Linked DNA regions of Hordeum vulgare: region 2 is linked to region 1. A link is a contact called in public Hi-C data. All regions are on one chromosome and are shown on one strand. Each heading gives the region's core, a stretch centred on a gene start, on an enhancer-like site or on the middle of the called end of the contact. The rest is flanking DNA. Distances are from core to core; before and after follow the strand shown. Region 1 has its middle 52 kb from the start of LOC123452503. Region 2 has its middle 25 kb from the start of LOC123452506.

Region 1 (7,733 bases), core at 1,810-4,309:
AAACTGACTCAATCTGGACTTTCAAATACAACAGGACACACACCTAAAAAACCTACCAGGACACGGACTAGTACTCTTGCCTATAATCTACTAATCTATCACCGCTAGATTGGATAAGAAATTACTCACGTCTAAGCAAAACTTACTAAGACTAGGACTAGCACTCGTACCCGAACACAACATGCAAGACTTCAATGTTGTTTGGATTACCCAACATTCACCCCCTAATGTAAACTTTTGAGTTGTTGACTTAAACCCAACATATCACCTGGATTACCAGCCCACACCGTCACATCTTAGTGTGCTACATACAGACTAAACACATAGCCTCTCATGCAGGAACTCAACTTAACTGGTGCGCATCCATCTTCACGTTGGCCTTCGTCTTCTCGCCGAGACACACTAACGACTCAGACACAAACAAAAAACTAAAGACATGACTTTTTTTTTTGTTTTTTTCGCCGCTACCTCTTCATTAAAGCAACCCTGGGCCGTCATCCACGTCCATTTTAGCTAGTTGCAGAATCTCGTGCTCCTTTTTTTGCCTACTTCCACGGATTAGGACACTCTCGAGAATAGTGTCCATAGTCCTGACAATTGTAGCAACAAACTTTAGATTTGTCGAACTTCTGGTACTTCAGCTTATCTTTCTCCTTATTGTGCGAGAACATCAACTGCTCCTCTTCTTGGTCACATTCCCGTCCTTTCAATGTCAACTCATAGGTCTTTAGCCGCCCGATCACCTCCATCACCGACATCTTCGTCACATCGCCCCACTGCTCGATGGTGCCAACGATCGGTAAAAACTTGTCGGGAACAACTCGTAGTAATTTCTCCACAACCACGATGTCCTCCATCTTTGATCCGAGAGCTCGCATCTCATTAACCAGGGAGGTTAGTTTTAGCGCAAATTCACCAACCCCTTCTGACGCCTTCATGCTCATCCTCTCGAACTCCCTCCTTAGAGCTTGAACACATGCCTTCTTGACACGATCATCTCCAACATGCATCTCCTTGAGTGCTTGCCAAGCTTCCTTTGTCATCTCTTTCTCCGATATAGACATGAAAACGGCATCAGACACACCTTGGGCTATGGCGGCGAAAGCCTATTGGTCCTTTGTCTCTTCGACCGCGCCTTCACCATCCACTGCTGCCCAGACCCCACGTGCATGCATGAAGATCTTCATCTTCACGGCCCACACTCCATAATTGTCACCATCAAGCATGGGATACTGGATGGTCACACCACCACCACTCGCCTTCGAAGTCGACATGATCCTCTTCTTCGATTTTCCGTCGTCCGTGACACAACTTGACGGCGACGACAACTCCACCGTGACGCAACTTGACGACGAAGCTTCCACACCTTGCTCTAGATACCAATTATTGGCTTTTCGCCCTCAGGACCGAACACAAGATCACCCTGCAGCTCGACTAGTTGTATACGCGTAACTCGGGTTGACGTATACGAACTAGCTGTAGCACTCGATATCTTGCCGTCGCTCATGCAAACACCGAGACCAGAACACACGCACGTGAACGCAACAACACGAAGATAGTCCGAGGCACGTGTCGTGCCTCGTAAAAATCTCTTTATTGTTTTTTTCTCGTTTTTCTAATGTTACAAAACGGAGCGTATACACGCATATATATATGCCTCAACCTAACTCTACGGCTAGCAAACTGACTCAACCCGGACTTTCGAATACAACACGAACACACACCTAAAAAACCTATCAGGACACGGACTAGTACTCTTGCCTATAATCTACTAATCTATAACCGTTAGATTGGATAAGAAACTATTCACGTCTAAGCAAAACTTATTAAGACTAGGACTAGCACTCGTACCCCCGGACACAACATGCAAGACTTCAATGTTGTTTGGATTACCCAAAATAATATACATCGGTTGATTACTTGCCCACCATCCATCATATGTTGTTCGCCAGTGTCTAGTGTGCTTCACTCAACAACAGTAGGATCTGAGGCTAAGCCATGTGCCATCGATTCACCAAAATTATCCTTGCTATGGGTAGGACGATGGTATATTTAGTATCCATTGAAGCATTGTGCAGACCGGTACATCAAGTGTGTTCTGTACGGAAACGCTGAGCATTGTGCATGTTGCTGTGCTGGATCGAAGATGGTGTGAGAGTGGTGGGAGTGAGGCGGTATGAGACATTGTCTTCTGGTGTCTTCTTCAGAGGTATCCGATAATTGAGGCATTGGTAGACGAACAAGGGATGATAGTACTTACTGCTTCAATGACTAGTTTATGCAATCAGGTGAAAACACAAAATCTTTGATCAGACACACCTGTGCCATGTCCTTGCTGAAGATGGTAGATTGAAGTTTGGCTTCGAGGATAAGAAATCGAAGTTCAACCTTGTGTTGGACTCGCGATAATCGACGCAGGTGCAACGATACCTTCTTGATGACGTAGCCTAGGTGTTGTTTTGATATCGTCTTGTAACATAGGGTTAGTGACTATTCGATGGACTTACTGTCGCGAGGCATGCGGCCTCGGGTTTTTTATGTTTTGTTTCCGGGTAGATGTTGTTCGGTTACTGAATTTTACACTTAATAATATATTGTTGTATGCATCGTCCTGGCCGGTGGTTCTCCTTCTTTTTGAAAAGAAAAAAAGATACAAAGGTTTTTGTTTAGAGAAACAAAGACATGAATATTTTTATGCTAGAAAATACAGCATACCTTTATCTCCATTTTTAGACAAACATGGCCTTAGAACATGAGCATGTTTTTATGCATGTCCATCGGCTTATATAAGGGCCTCTTTCATTTGCAGGATTCCAAAACAGAGGAATTGGAAACATACAGGATTGGAGTGGCATGCCGCATGCCCACTTGAATTCTCGATGAGGGGCAGATGTACATGCTCCGAAATGTGATGCTGGCATAGGGCGCCGCAGCGCGGCTGCGCAACGGTGTGTACTCCACGGCGGTGTGTTGGCCACATGGCTTGCTATGTAGGGAGGATCAGGGTCGTGGCAGGTGCGTCCTCCCATGTTTGGCTCCTCTGGTTCTGGCCATGGTGGACCGTGCTCTCCAGTGATTCTCGTGGGCTACGGGCCCTGCTAGTTCTGCTGGATCTCGCCGGCACGCTGGGCTCTTGTGAGGGCTCGCCTGGCAGTGGGATTGGGCATGGTGGACCTCTCATCCTTGGTGGTGTTTTTGCGTCGTTCTGGTTGTTAGGAATAAATTAATTAAATTAATTAGGAGATAATCCCTGCTTATGTCGGTTGCTTATATTGGCAACTGTTCCTTGTAAACCGCTTCTGTACCGGGGTATATATACCCAAAACTTCAATCAATGAGATAACCGTTCCATCATTTGCTTCCTCTCTTCTTCTACTCTTCACACGTTATCATGCACTTCTGTTCTCCGCTGAGAAAAGGCCACACGAGAGAAGAGAATTCTTGTCATCGCTGCAGATTCGATGGTCTCGACGAAGTCCACAGAAATAATCCATGGACATGCATACATTCGTAAAAGAGGAAAACTGTAGCAGGAGATTGTTCAATTTGTCTTTGTTTTCTTGCAATCAATCTAAGATCTAATAACTACTTGTATTTTGGGAATCGCAAAACAAGAAGTATAGGAGGAAGAACTGTGTATTTCCTTATGAAGAACAGAGAAAAACCAAGAAGAACATGAATCAGGAAGCATAAATCGAATAAGAAAAAAGGGGAGTCAAGTCACGAACTAGTAGCATCAAATCAGATTCCGTACTTCACACACGAAGTACACAGATCAAAACTCTTGAACCTTAATTGCTACATCATGAGTTGATCCTAATCCAATTTTTCTTGTTCTCACACACGAATACTAACCTGCTGGACAAGGCCAACGGCGACGTAACGCTGTCCAGCGCAACCATGGCCATCGGCCTTCGCGGAGGCGGCCGGCGGCCATAGAAACCTCCAGACACTGCAGCACAATATGGCGCCCGGCGATTCTAGCCTTGCCTCCGAAGAGGCTATGCGGACGGCTAGCGCGGCACGAGTGCCCGCGCCCCCTGGCACGGCTCTTCCAGCACGCGGGCGACACGACGCCCTCCGACAGCGCGCGGCGCAACGAGCCCCTCCCAGCCAAGCGGCGGCTCCCCGGTGGCGACGCTCCCAGGCGCAGCCACGGAGGCCATCGACGTCCGGCGTGCCGTCATCTTCAAGCGTGCTATGTGTAGGGGCGTACTCCATGAACTGCACAGGAGAACCACACGGGAGAAAGATTGGGAAATCTTATCCCTTTGGCTATTTTGCAATTTAGTGCTCGGAATTCATTCGAACAACACACAAGTCCATGAAAATGCTGATACGTCACTCATGTTCTGTTTCTGCTGGACATCCATCGGGTATTGCTAAATTCATGTACTTTTTGGTCAGCCTTAAGGCTAACAAACTTTACGTTTCACTAGATTACTATATTTTGTAATCAAGCCATCACATATAACACACTTTGGATTTTCAATACAACAACTATATATTTCCAACGGATTTTTATTTCCTTTTTGGATCTAAATGTAATTCAAACAAGGATTACAAAGTGTCATACTCAATATGACTACACCATATTTTATTTGTGAATCACAAGGTGTCGATGGCATCTACTGCATCATTTACAGATTATCCATCATTACTGTGAGGTTTACATCTTGTCAAATTTACAAGATAATTACCTTCAAAGTGCTCTTTTAAATATTAATATTATATGTGACTACCTCAAGAAATCATAAGGTAATATTGGCATTTACTGCAAAATTTCGCAGACTATCCATTATTACTGCAAGGTCTACATCATGTTATTCTGACAGATGACTACCTTTAAAGTGATTTTCTTACAAATAGCATAACATAAGGTAATAGAATTATGAACATCTACTGACAATAGTCAGACTATGTTTTCTATTACTGCGAGATCTACACCATATTGGTGATTATCTTCACAGTGTTATCCTATATAAATTGAGGTCTACACATATGGCTATAAGACATCAGCCGTATTAGAATTTGCTCCTCTGAAGCATTTATTGTTGTTGTTCTTTAAAATATTTTACTCTCATGGTAAATATTGTTCTTGCACATTGTGCTTGAATATGTCATAGAAAACTATGAAAATATTTGCATATACCTGTGATTACCTTCTATTACATTCGTAAAATGCATGGCAATAGAGCCTACGTCACTATTTATAATTATAGTGTCATCCATCCATCAAGATGGACACCATAATTTATAACGAGTGTCTCAAACAATATTGCAAGATCCACATCACATTGTGGTTGTTATTTTCATAGTGACTAAGCAATGTTAAAATTGCAAAGTCTATGTTTTGGCCGTGACTATAAAGTCACACTTCTTCTCACGAATGAAGCCCAAAACATTAGCAACGATTTCATCGCATGCAGTATATTGAAGGTTTACACCCCATGTTCACCAAGCATCACCTTGACGGATTGTGCTCAACAAGATCATTTCATCCATATATTTTATTTTACTCTAAGAAGTAAATTAAACAAATGCATTAGCATTTTTAAGTAATGCATGACTGACATTTCCAAATACAGTAAATGCATGATTTGGTGAGAGTATTTATTGTAAGATGATTCATCATATCAGTCATTATATCCACATGCGGCACTTGTGTCCACTATAACTCCACCTTCGAAATATATGTCATGGCTATTCTCTTAATAGCTAAATATGTTTATATGTATTTTGTCTGTCGTCAACTTCACTTAGTTCTCAAACTAAGTACATAATGGATGAATATTTATTCACCTTGAATATTTCCCTTAAGAGAAACATGCTGCCCCGAGCACATTTGGAATGATCACCCAATAATTTTTCAAGAGCTCAAGTCTATCGCAACTTACAATTTTGGTAATTATAAAATCAACTTGAAGTTGAGATCTCATGATCAAACATTTTCCTATGCAAATCTGGTTGAGAAGCCCTCGATACACTTTACATCTCCTTATGATGGTACTACCATTTTGCATGGTAAAGAAACATATAAAGTTCCTTAAAATCATCATATTCACCCAACAGGTGCTATACCATCATTTGAAAATCTTGTTGGTACTGAATATACCAAGTCCGTGGCAACGAAATATAGCCATGAGGACTTCAAAGTAAAGTGGCGGCTAAAGACAACCAATGACAGAATTGTCTTTTATTTGGAAATTGATCATTTTCAAATGATCACAAAGACAACACTTAAGCTTGTCAAATGTGTGGTTAGATAAATATCGTACATATGATTACCAAACCCTCAAACATATGGTCAAACCACACCATGAGTTTATTAAAAGGCAAATAAGTTTATTGGGGAATTTGAAAATTTGCAAACATACGACCAGAAACTATTCTGGTAAATGATGTTCTCGAATCTTCATCAGAAGGAGAACCAAAAATATAGTGCAATAAAAGAATGATCAGTTCGTTTGTGCCTATGATATGTTTCCATAATTCATTTTTCAATAATATGGGAGACTTCATGTAATATCCCGGTTATTCCTAAAATATTGTTTGCCTATAGTTGTACTACTACATGTAGTATAAATGTCCAATATCCTATTTCTTGGACATTATATTTGATAATTTTTGCATGTATGAATCAATTCATACTCAGTTTTGTTGCGTACACAATAATTTTCTAAATCTTACAAAATATTTGGTTTTAAGCCTTACAATCCAGGTTTGTGGTTGTTTAGAAAATTATTGAAAATTCTATTGGTCACAACTTAAGAAGTTGCAAAATTTCCCAAATCATCAGATTTTATGTGCACCACATGTGCCATAGGGGAAATTAATTTAAGGCACTCTCACCTTACAATTCTAAATGAGCCACTCATTCTTCCTTGAACACATTCAGAAGATATGTGGATTACTCAACCATTATGTGGTACTTTATAGATACTTTATGGTACTCATGGAAACATTTATAAAATGATTTCTAGTGTGTCTCTTGTCACACAAACCATGAATGATATAACTAAATCAATTGCTCAAATTCTCAAAGTAAGAGCAAGTTATCCTAAACAAGGGATAAATCCATTCGAATGGAAAACTTTGTTGAACTCATTTCACAAGAAATATCTGATTATATATAATACTTTATGTACATACCCAAAATGGTATAGTTCAATATCTTATCGAAGATAGTGAAATTAATAATATGACCAAACTTATAGAATCATGATTTACTAGCCTCATGCTAGACAAATACGACATTACACACCGTAAGTATGATATAAATCATACCAACTGCATAGCATACTACTTTCTCCTTTTAGTAATTACGTGGAAATCAACAAAGTATTTCCTATCTGCGATAATTCGGTTACATACCGATATCACCACTCCAGCATACATCATTGGGCTCTCACAGAAAATTAGGGATCTAAGTGAGGAATGAAAATTTATCCGTCAATCAAAATTATTCATAGCCCGTATGCTGATTGCATTAGCAATAAGGACATTTCTGGCATTAGGGGGAGATAAGTACCACAAAGAATGCCAAGAAATAAATTAGGAATGTTATTCACATTCAGTCCTTATATCCACGTACTCAAAGAATCTGAACAAGAAGTTTAGAATCACATATTTGCAACACATTGCAAATCTGCCACATACATTTACTGATGACAAAGGTGTCACTCAATTTTATATTCCTGCAGTAAAGTGTCAGAAAGAGTGGAGGTACCTGA
Region 2 (7,733 bases), core at 1,499-3,998, 130 kb after region 1:
TTGCATGGGAATTCTTTGCTAAGGCTGGATGACGACACAATAATAGGATATGTGCTTGCATCATTATATCTTATTAGTGTCTGGTTATTTCTAGCTTTGTTTTCGTTACTATTCTTTGTATGATGTACTCAACGTGTGATGCTCTAAACTTAATGAATATGAGTGTTTGCCTCATAGGATGGAGAGGCCGGGGGTAACCCTCCTTTCCAGGGAAAATTGTTGTAGGAGATGTATGTGGCAACTTCCACCAGTGCCAGAGTTATGATGGTGATACATCCAAGAATCCCATGTCTCAATTGTGCTTCAAACAGGGCCATGGAGTCTTGGATTGAAGCGAATCGATCAAAGCCTCCATGACCTAGAACGCAACACATGTCTGTCATAGTTACTAAGGCATTGACACGACATGCAGATCCCGGAACCAGAGATGACATAATAGGTCAATTGGACAAACTGGCGGTATATGGTAGGTATCATGGTGATGATTAGATCATGTTGCCAGTGGCATAATTATAAAGATTAGTTGTATTGGTCATGCATCGTTAAAACCCCAAATTGTGACCTTCATCTTAAAAGCATCCTTCATTGTTCCTAGTGCCACAAAGAATATTTCTTACATGCATCATATGATAATAACACTTATTTGGGAAAAGTTCTCTCGCACTATGGATTGAGGGAGGTAATCTACCCGTTGAAGAATAATCAAGCCGCACGTGGTCTTGATGTCACCAAGTCTATGGTTGCTAGGTTGCACAATCGATTTAAGAATCCCACATCTTCAATCATCTGAAAAACTCTTAAAGAAATTTAAATTTTTGTTCCCGTTGATTCTAATAATGCATCGGTTTTTCATGAGTCACGGGCAACATTCATCAATTTCCATATCCTCCTTCGAAGAGTGTGTCTAGTTTTCCATTAGAGTTGATTTTCTTGGATGTTTGGGGGTGTTACTCCTACTTGTGTGAGTCGCAATAATTAGTATGTGAGTCTTATTGATGACTATAGTAAGTTTTTATAATTTATTTCTTCGAGCTTTAAAAAATTCCATGATTTCTAGCAACTTATTGAGTGGCAATTTAATAAAAAAACATCCAAATAGATCGGGGAGGTAATATCATAAACTTAATGCTTTTTTTCTAGAAAATTGGTGCTTCTCACAATATTTCTTGTCACCATGCTCACCAAAATAATGCTTCTAGCGAGAGCAAACATCATCACATCTTAGACTTTTGTCTCATTCTACTTGTCCACGTATCCATGGCACTGAAGTTTTGGGATGAGGCATTTCTCACCACCATCTACCTCATAAAGCGCATGCCAAGAAAGGTTATTAAGTCCCTCACTCCCTCGGCTCACATGGAGGTTAGCATACATGTGACAAAATTGTGACAATATTGTTGAGTGTGTGTGTCATATAAATTACTCCATCAGGAAAAGAAAAATTGTGCTTATAATGATGCTGGGATTGTTAGATTGTGGTTCTTGTTAGCCAAATATGGTGCTTATGAACATGCTATTGCTATCCCAGTTCAAAGAAAATCAACGTAGGATAATTTGGGGATGCCATGAACGAAATAATTACACATTATCATTAACTGCAATTAATATTATATAATGCAAGCTGTATATTGGATATATGAATGGAAATAGAGCAAAATGGTTATGGCTGCTAGTTTTTGCAAGCTTTAGTGAATGAGAGAAAGAATTAGAAATTGCAATGTGGAAGCAGATACTACATAAAACAGATATAGAGTGAATAAGGAGAGATACAGATACAATAGTGAATATATTTTGAAACAAAAATACTCTTGATCTATATAAAAAACACAAAGTAATTCAATTTTGCCAACATGACCACAAATATTGTCTTACGCGAAGGTCATATAAAGCAATATCGATTGGGTGATTAGTGGAAGAGAAGGGTTAAATTGATGGATGAGATTAGATCACATCTATATAGATAATGAATCTATGTGTACGTAGTCGGACTACATGCATACGAAGAAGGAAGATTCCAGTATTGTGTACATACAGATTCATGGTTCTTCATGTTTTTTCTATTACAAATCACCGTTCCCAGTTGATTCATGCAAGTTTCAATTTGCAATTCCGTAATTTTCCATTCCAATTTACCCCATATTGGCCAAGTTCATCGATGCGCAAATTCCGAGAAAAAAACTGTGACATCTATGAAATGTGATGCAACAAAGAAATTGCATCTGCCATACCCCAAACCTCGTTAGGACATGAGTGCACGCATGGGAGAAGTTGACCACTGCGGTTTTCTGTTGGACTTCAACTGACCATCAGATACTCCGACTCGCTTCACAGTTTCGTGGGTCTGCCCTTGCCAGTGCAAGTTCTAGATGCCATGGTTCAAAGAGAGCTACGCGACACGACCACCGGTAGGCACGATATCTCAAGACCTTTTGAGCGCGGAGTCAAAGCTGTTTTCCCGATGCCACTCATTCCGAACTTTGAAGAAACGCACGCACGCGTGTGTGTGGGTTTTTTTTTTGGGGGGGGGGGGGGGGGGAGGTATCATACGCGTACAGTGTCCCATGCGTACATGGCGTTACATGCTCAACTGTCTATGGTCTAAAAAGAGCTTGACTGTATTAGTATCAAGTAGTTGTTGGTACGTTGGGAGCAGCAGGCAGGCACCGGAATCATGTAGCTAAACGGACCCGAGTGTGTGTATATATAGACCGAGGATAGCTCTGGGCTTCCACCTTCCACGACGGGCCTGGATCAAATGACGGAGCCCGGTAACAAATCTTTGGCCCAACTGGCCCAGGCAGCGTGCACACTGATTCCAGCGAAATCATTAATTAGGAAATATTCTTTTTAAAGATCACTCCCACCTTCTTAAATTGTAACAAGTGGGGCACTAGATGCATGCCACTTCAACCTAAAAGTTTTTCCTTTTTTCTAAGATACGTATTTTCAAAATATTTTATCTTCTAAATCGTGTGTCCAAATTTCGAACCGTTTTCATTGTTAGATTTCTCGCGTCGAGATCTTTACAATTAGATCCCATGTCGATAGCTTTTGACGAACCGTTTTCACGTTTTTTTTCGAGAGGCACACGAAGACAAAACCGTGCCTCTCACAGAAGCCTTTTCGAGAGGCACGAAATTGTGCCTCTCGTGAAAGCGAAATCGTGCCTCCCAGGAAAAAACCTAGAAAACGCGTTTTTTTCCTTTTCGAGAGGCACGGTCGCTAAGGCAAAACCGTGCCTCTCGCGAAAGCAAAATCATGCCTCTCGTAAAAAAACGCGTATTTTCGTTTCCGAGAGGCATGGCCATGCCTCCCGCGAAGGTAAAAATGTGCCTCTCCAACCGCGTCTCTCGCGAAAAAAAACAGAAAACACGTTTTTCGTGAAAAAAAAACTATTTTTTTTGGAAAAAAATTCATCACAAATCTAAGAAAGAACGATGAAAACCGAAACATCAAAAAAAAATCAGAAAAACCCACTTTAAAAGCCCAAAACGCATAGAAAAAATCCAAAGGAAGCGTTCAGAACGCGACACGCGGCGTCGGCTGAGAACGCCAAGTGGCTGCGCGCGGGAGTGCTTGCTGGGAGGCTCAGGAAGGAGCGCTTCCTAAGTAGTGACTCCCATCGTTTGGTCGCCTCGGATGCGCGGCCTCCTGTCACGCGATCTCTCGCTCGTTTTGGACGAAGCCACACGCACCTCCCCTTACCAACTCTTGCCAAAAATTCTCCTTCAAAAGCTCCCCACGCGAAACACACCATCCCCACCCAGCGAATCCACTGCCACACACCCGACCCTAGTCGAAGAGGAAGGATCCATCCAATCCACATACCAATCTAGGCCATGGCCGACGCCGTCGCGTTGGTCGTCGTGTCGCCGTTGCAGTGGCACCATCTGAACCAGATCACGGCCAGCAGACGCACTGGCTGTTGATGAAGTAGTGGCTCAAAGAGGAGGACTTGATCTCTCTCTTAAACCTGAAGCTCAAGGAATTAAGGCCCCGCTCCCGCTAGCCCCCGCTAGGGTTCCTCCCCCGCCTCCACCCCGTCGCCGCCGGCCCCCCTCGCCCTCCAACCGTCGGTAGCGCTCGGCTCGTGCCTTGTCCCCCTCCCCTTCCCAGATCCCTCCCTAACGTCGCCTCCCGGGGCGGCCCGAACTCCTCCCCCTCCCCCTCCCCCCCCCTCCCCCCCGCCAGCGCCAACTGGTGCCCCGCCCCTGGTCCGGGTGGTGTTGGTGGCGGAGGTATCTCCTTTCCCCGCGTGTGTTCTTCCCGTTCCCGGGGCAGGGGGCAGCGGCACTACATCTCAACTTGGTGGCAGTCCTGCGACCCGGCGGTGATTGCCGACGGTGGGTGAGGTGGTGGCGCTGCTCTTGGTGGCGGGGCGGCGTGGTGGCGTGGGGTGGCCGGCGACGCGCCCCCGACCTAAATCTGGGCCCTACGGGCCCCATTTGGGTCCTAGCGGGTCAGCACCCAGCGCTGCTTCGATGTCCTCTGCGTGGTGAGGAGGAGGAGCAGCTTGTACGGGGCAACGATGCCAACAACATGCCTCTTGCTGCGCGATGGCAGGAGTTTTACGGGCTTTGATGTCCCAGTCGGGCTTGTGGGCCCATGGGCATGGTATGATCCTGCTATTGCATCCAGTCAGCTACCATCATTGACGGTGGAGGTTGAGCCCTCCCGCGTACCGACAATGTTGTTGTTCCTAGTCATGGCTCCTTTTCATTGTTGTGTCGGCCTCTCCTTGCGTTGCCGTGGTGAGACAGCATGGGGCTTCAAGATCGTGTTGGTGCAGGGCGGAAGTCGGTTTGGTGGTAGGCTCGTAGCACCCTGGTGCAAGTTGGGATCGGGAGAAACCCCTGTGTCGGCCCGACCAACACCAACGCAGTGCCACCGAACCTTCCTGGAGGGTGTCGGGGGCTACCCTTCCTCGCGCCTCGTCGCGTACCAGGGGAAACCCTTGACAGAAGTGTCGCCATCGTCGCGGTCCTTCTTGGAGGTGTTGATTGGTACCGGTGCTTCGGAGTCTTGGAGCTTGGTGGGAGATCCCTGGTGGGCGCAGCGGTCGCGAGGCTTCCTCGTTTTTTGTCGATCCGTCGATGTCGACATTTGTTTCTTTTGCACTTTCTTTTTTTCATTTCTCTTGGGTGTGACTGTGCTCCTTCTGCCCGAGCACCTATCGATGGATGTTTCAGTTGGTTGCTTTGTAATACAAAGCAGGGGAAACCCTTTTTCGTGAAGGAGGAGGACCTACTGGCGCACCGCGTCGCGTTGAGGGAGACCCACCTCGACTGCTCGGGCAAGATCCCCTTTCTCTATTGTGCCTTCTTCGCCTTCCACGCCGCCTCCGTCCTCCTCCTCCTCCTCTCCTTACACATAGTTTTTTATGTGTCAGGGCAAGATGCATCAGTTGTCATACCCTCCTTCGACGAGTGTGTTTAGTTATGCATTAGAGATGGTTTTCTCGGATGTTTGGGGGTGCTGCTCCAACTAGTGTGAGTCACAACTCACAATAATTACTATGTGAGTCTTATTGACGACTGTAATAAGTTTTTATGAATTTATTTCCTCGAGCATAAACTCAAAGTTTTTAAATAAAATCCACAATTTCAGCAACTTGTTGAGCGGAATTTAGTGAAAATATTATATCCATCAAAATGGATTAGGGTGATGAATGTCATACACTTACTATTTTTCAAAGAAATGGTATTTCTCACCATATTTCTTGTCAGCATGCTTACCAACATAATGCTTCCATCAAGTGCAAACTCATCACATCGTAGACTATGGCCTCACTCTACTTGCCCATGCATACATGCCACGAAAGTTCTGGAATGGGGCGTTTCTCATCAACGTCTACTTCATAAATTGTATGCCTAGAAAGGTTATGAACTCTCTCACTCCCTCGCCTAACATGGAAGATGAAATGAGTTGGTAGATGAAATAAACAAGATTTATGAGCATTGGTTCAGCAGCATACATAGGCCACTTCCACTGATCTCTTGCCTCACTTGGGACAACCTTTTTCTCGATCAATTAACAAGGAGCTACATGGCATGATGTTGACTTAGCATGCACTCTTAGATATCATCTCGGTTTATGCGTGATACACAACGTGATATCATCTCGGATTGTTGGAGTGCGGTTCTTGCTAGTCTGACACTCTGATATTGCTACTTCAGTTCAAACAAAAAACAATCTATGATATTATTTGACTAAATAATTACACAATTTGTAAACCAACAACTTTAATTGTAATGAATATCATATGAACTAGTTGCATATGAGATATAAAGGTGAAAATAGAGCAGAATGGGTAGGGCTGGTAGCTTCTAGCAAAAGACCGAGAGAATCAGAAATTCCAAATATGGAAGCATGTACTCCCTCCGTAAACTAATATAAGAGCATTTAGAACACTACTTTAATAATCTAAATGCTTTTATATTAGTTTACAGGGGGTATTACATAAAACAAATATAAACTGAATAATGAGATGTATGGATACAATAGTGAATATTTTTCATAATGTGAAATACCCTTGATTTGTATGAAAACACAAAGTAGTTCAATTTGCCAACAAGGTCACAAATATAAAATATTATCATACATTAAGGTTGTATAAAAGCAATATCGATTGGGTGATTAGTGGAAGAATGGGACTCGATATAGCAGTTGGGATTATGGTATGGTCTAATGGGATTAGACCACATGTCTATATGGACAATGGGTCTATGAGGTTGAGGTACATGCATCTTTTTTCTAAAGGAGGAACGAAGCCCCCGACCCGAGCTACATGCATAAAAAACGAAGAGGCACACATGTGCACATAGAAAATTATGTTTATGCAAGTTATATAGTAGTATAAGTCAAACGACTTGTATATGCCATACACCAAACATCATTAGGACATGAGTGCACGTGTGTGAGAAGTTGACCACGTCCAAACTCTCTCAGACTTGAACTGACCATCAGATGCTCAGATGAGCTTGACCAGTTTGACAGTCTGTCCTTGCGTTCGTAAGTTTTGGATGCCCGGTACACAATCTTCGAGACGCGTCTGACATAGATGTCAAAGCTGTTTTTCCGATGCCGCTCATTCACAAGTGCGAAGAAGCATGCCTACATGCTGCCATACGCAGGCTGTCCCGTGCCTACACGGAGTACTCTTGCTTAGCTTTTCTATGGTTTAAACAGAGCTTAATGGTTTCATGATCAATCAGTACGTAGAAGTTAATCATGTTGTTTCTTTAGGATTAGGAAAGAAAGCCAAACCGAGTTCTAATAGTATTAGGATTCCTAGTCCTAGTCTATTTTCATAGTCCCTTGTGGACGTGTATAAAAGACACCCTAGGGGTGTTGATTGTAACACCAGAAAAACGAAAAGCAATACAAAGCAAAGGCTCGACACGGGCCTTTAGCAATCAAATCCATCGATCAGTTTTATTCGTGTCGCTAGTTATGCAAGTTCCGTCAAGTAGCCGGCCGAAGCAAGAATCGCGTAGGCACGCCTGTACAGCTGCATACGCACATTCAAAAGCCAACGATTGGTATCTAGAGCCTCGACGATCTACGATGACGGACAACGACGCTGAGTCGGTCAAGTCCGGCAAGGGCGGTGCCAAGGCGAACAAGAACGGCGACAAGGTGAAGAAGGACGTCAAGTCAGCAACCGGTGATGGAGGAACGAGCGGCGCCAACGTCCAGGCGCATCGCAACATCCCCATCCAGTATCCGATGCT

The links. Hi-C and Micro-C count contacts between places; a contact is called where the count stands out from the background.
Region 2: a contact with region 1 is called in a Hi-C map of leaf, with 2.4 times the contacts expected there. The contact joins two enhancer-like sites. A contact is called at or near these places in 2 of 6 Hi-C or Micro-C datasets (both in leaf).

The regions. Positions count from the first base shown.
Region 1 is chr5H:538,325,717-538,333,449 of MorexV3_pseudomolecules_assembly, forward strand. No RefSeq gene overlaps it. Among protein-coding and RNA genes, the nearest start is that of LOC123452503, 52 kb to the left of the region's middle. Within about 2 kb of position 3,060, at least 3 of the 3 cell types and tissues checked have open chromatin away from gene starts, as enhancers often do. A contact at or near this core is called in leaf, where this site is marked.
Region 2 is chr5H:538,454,748-538,462,480 of MorexV3_pseudomolecules_assembly, forward strand. No RefSeq gene overlaps it. Among protein-coding and RNA genes, the nearest start is that of LOC123452506, 25 kb to the right of the region's middle. Within about 2 kb of position 2,749, at least 2 of the 3 cell types and tissues checked have open chromatin away from gene starts, as enhancers often do. A contact at or near this core is called in leaf, where this site is marked.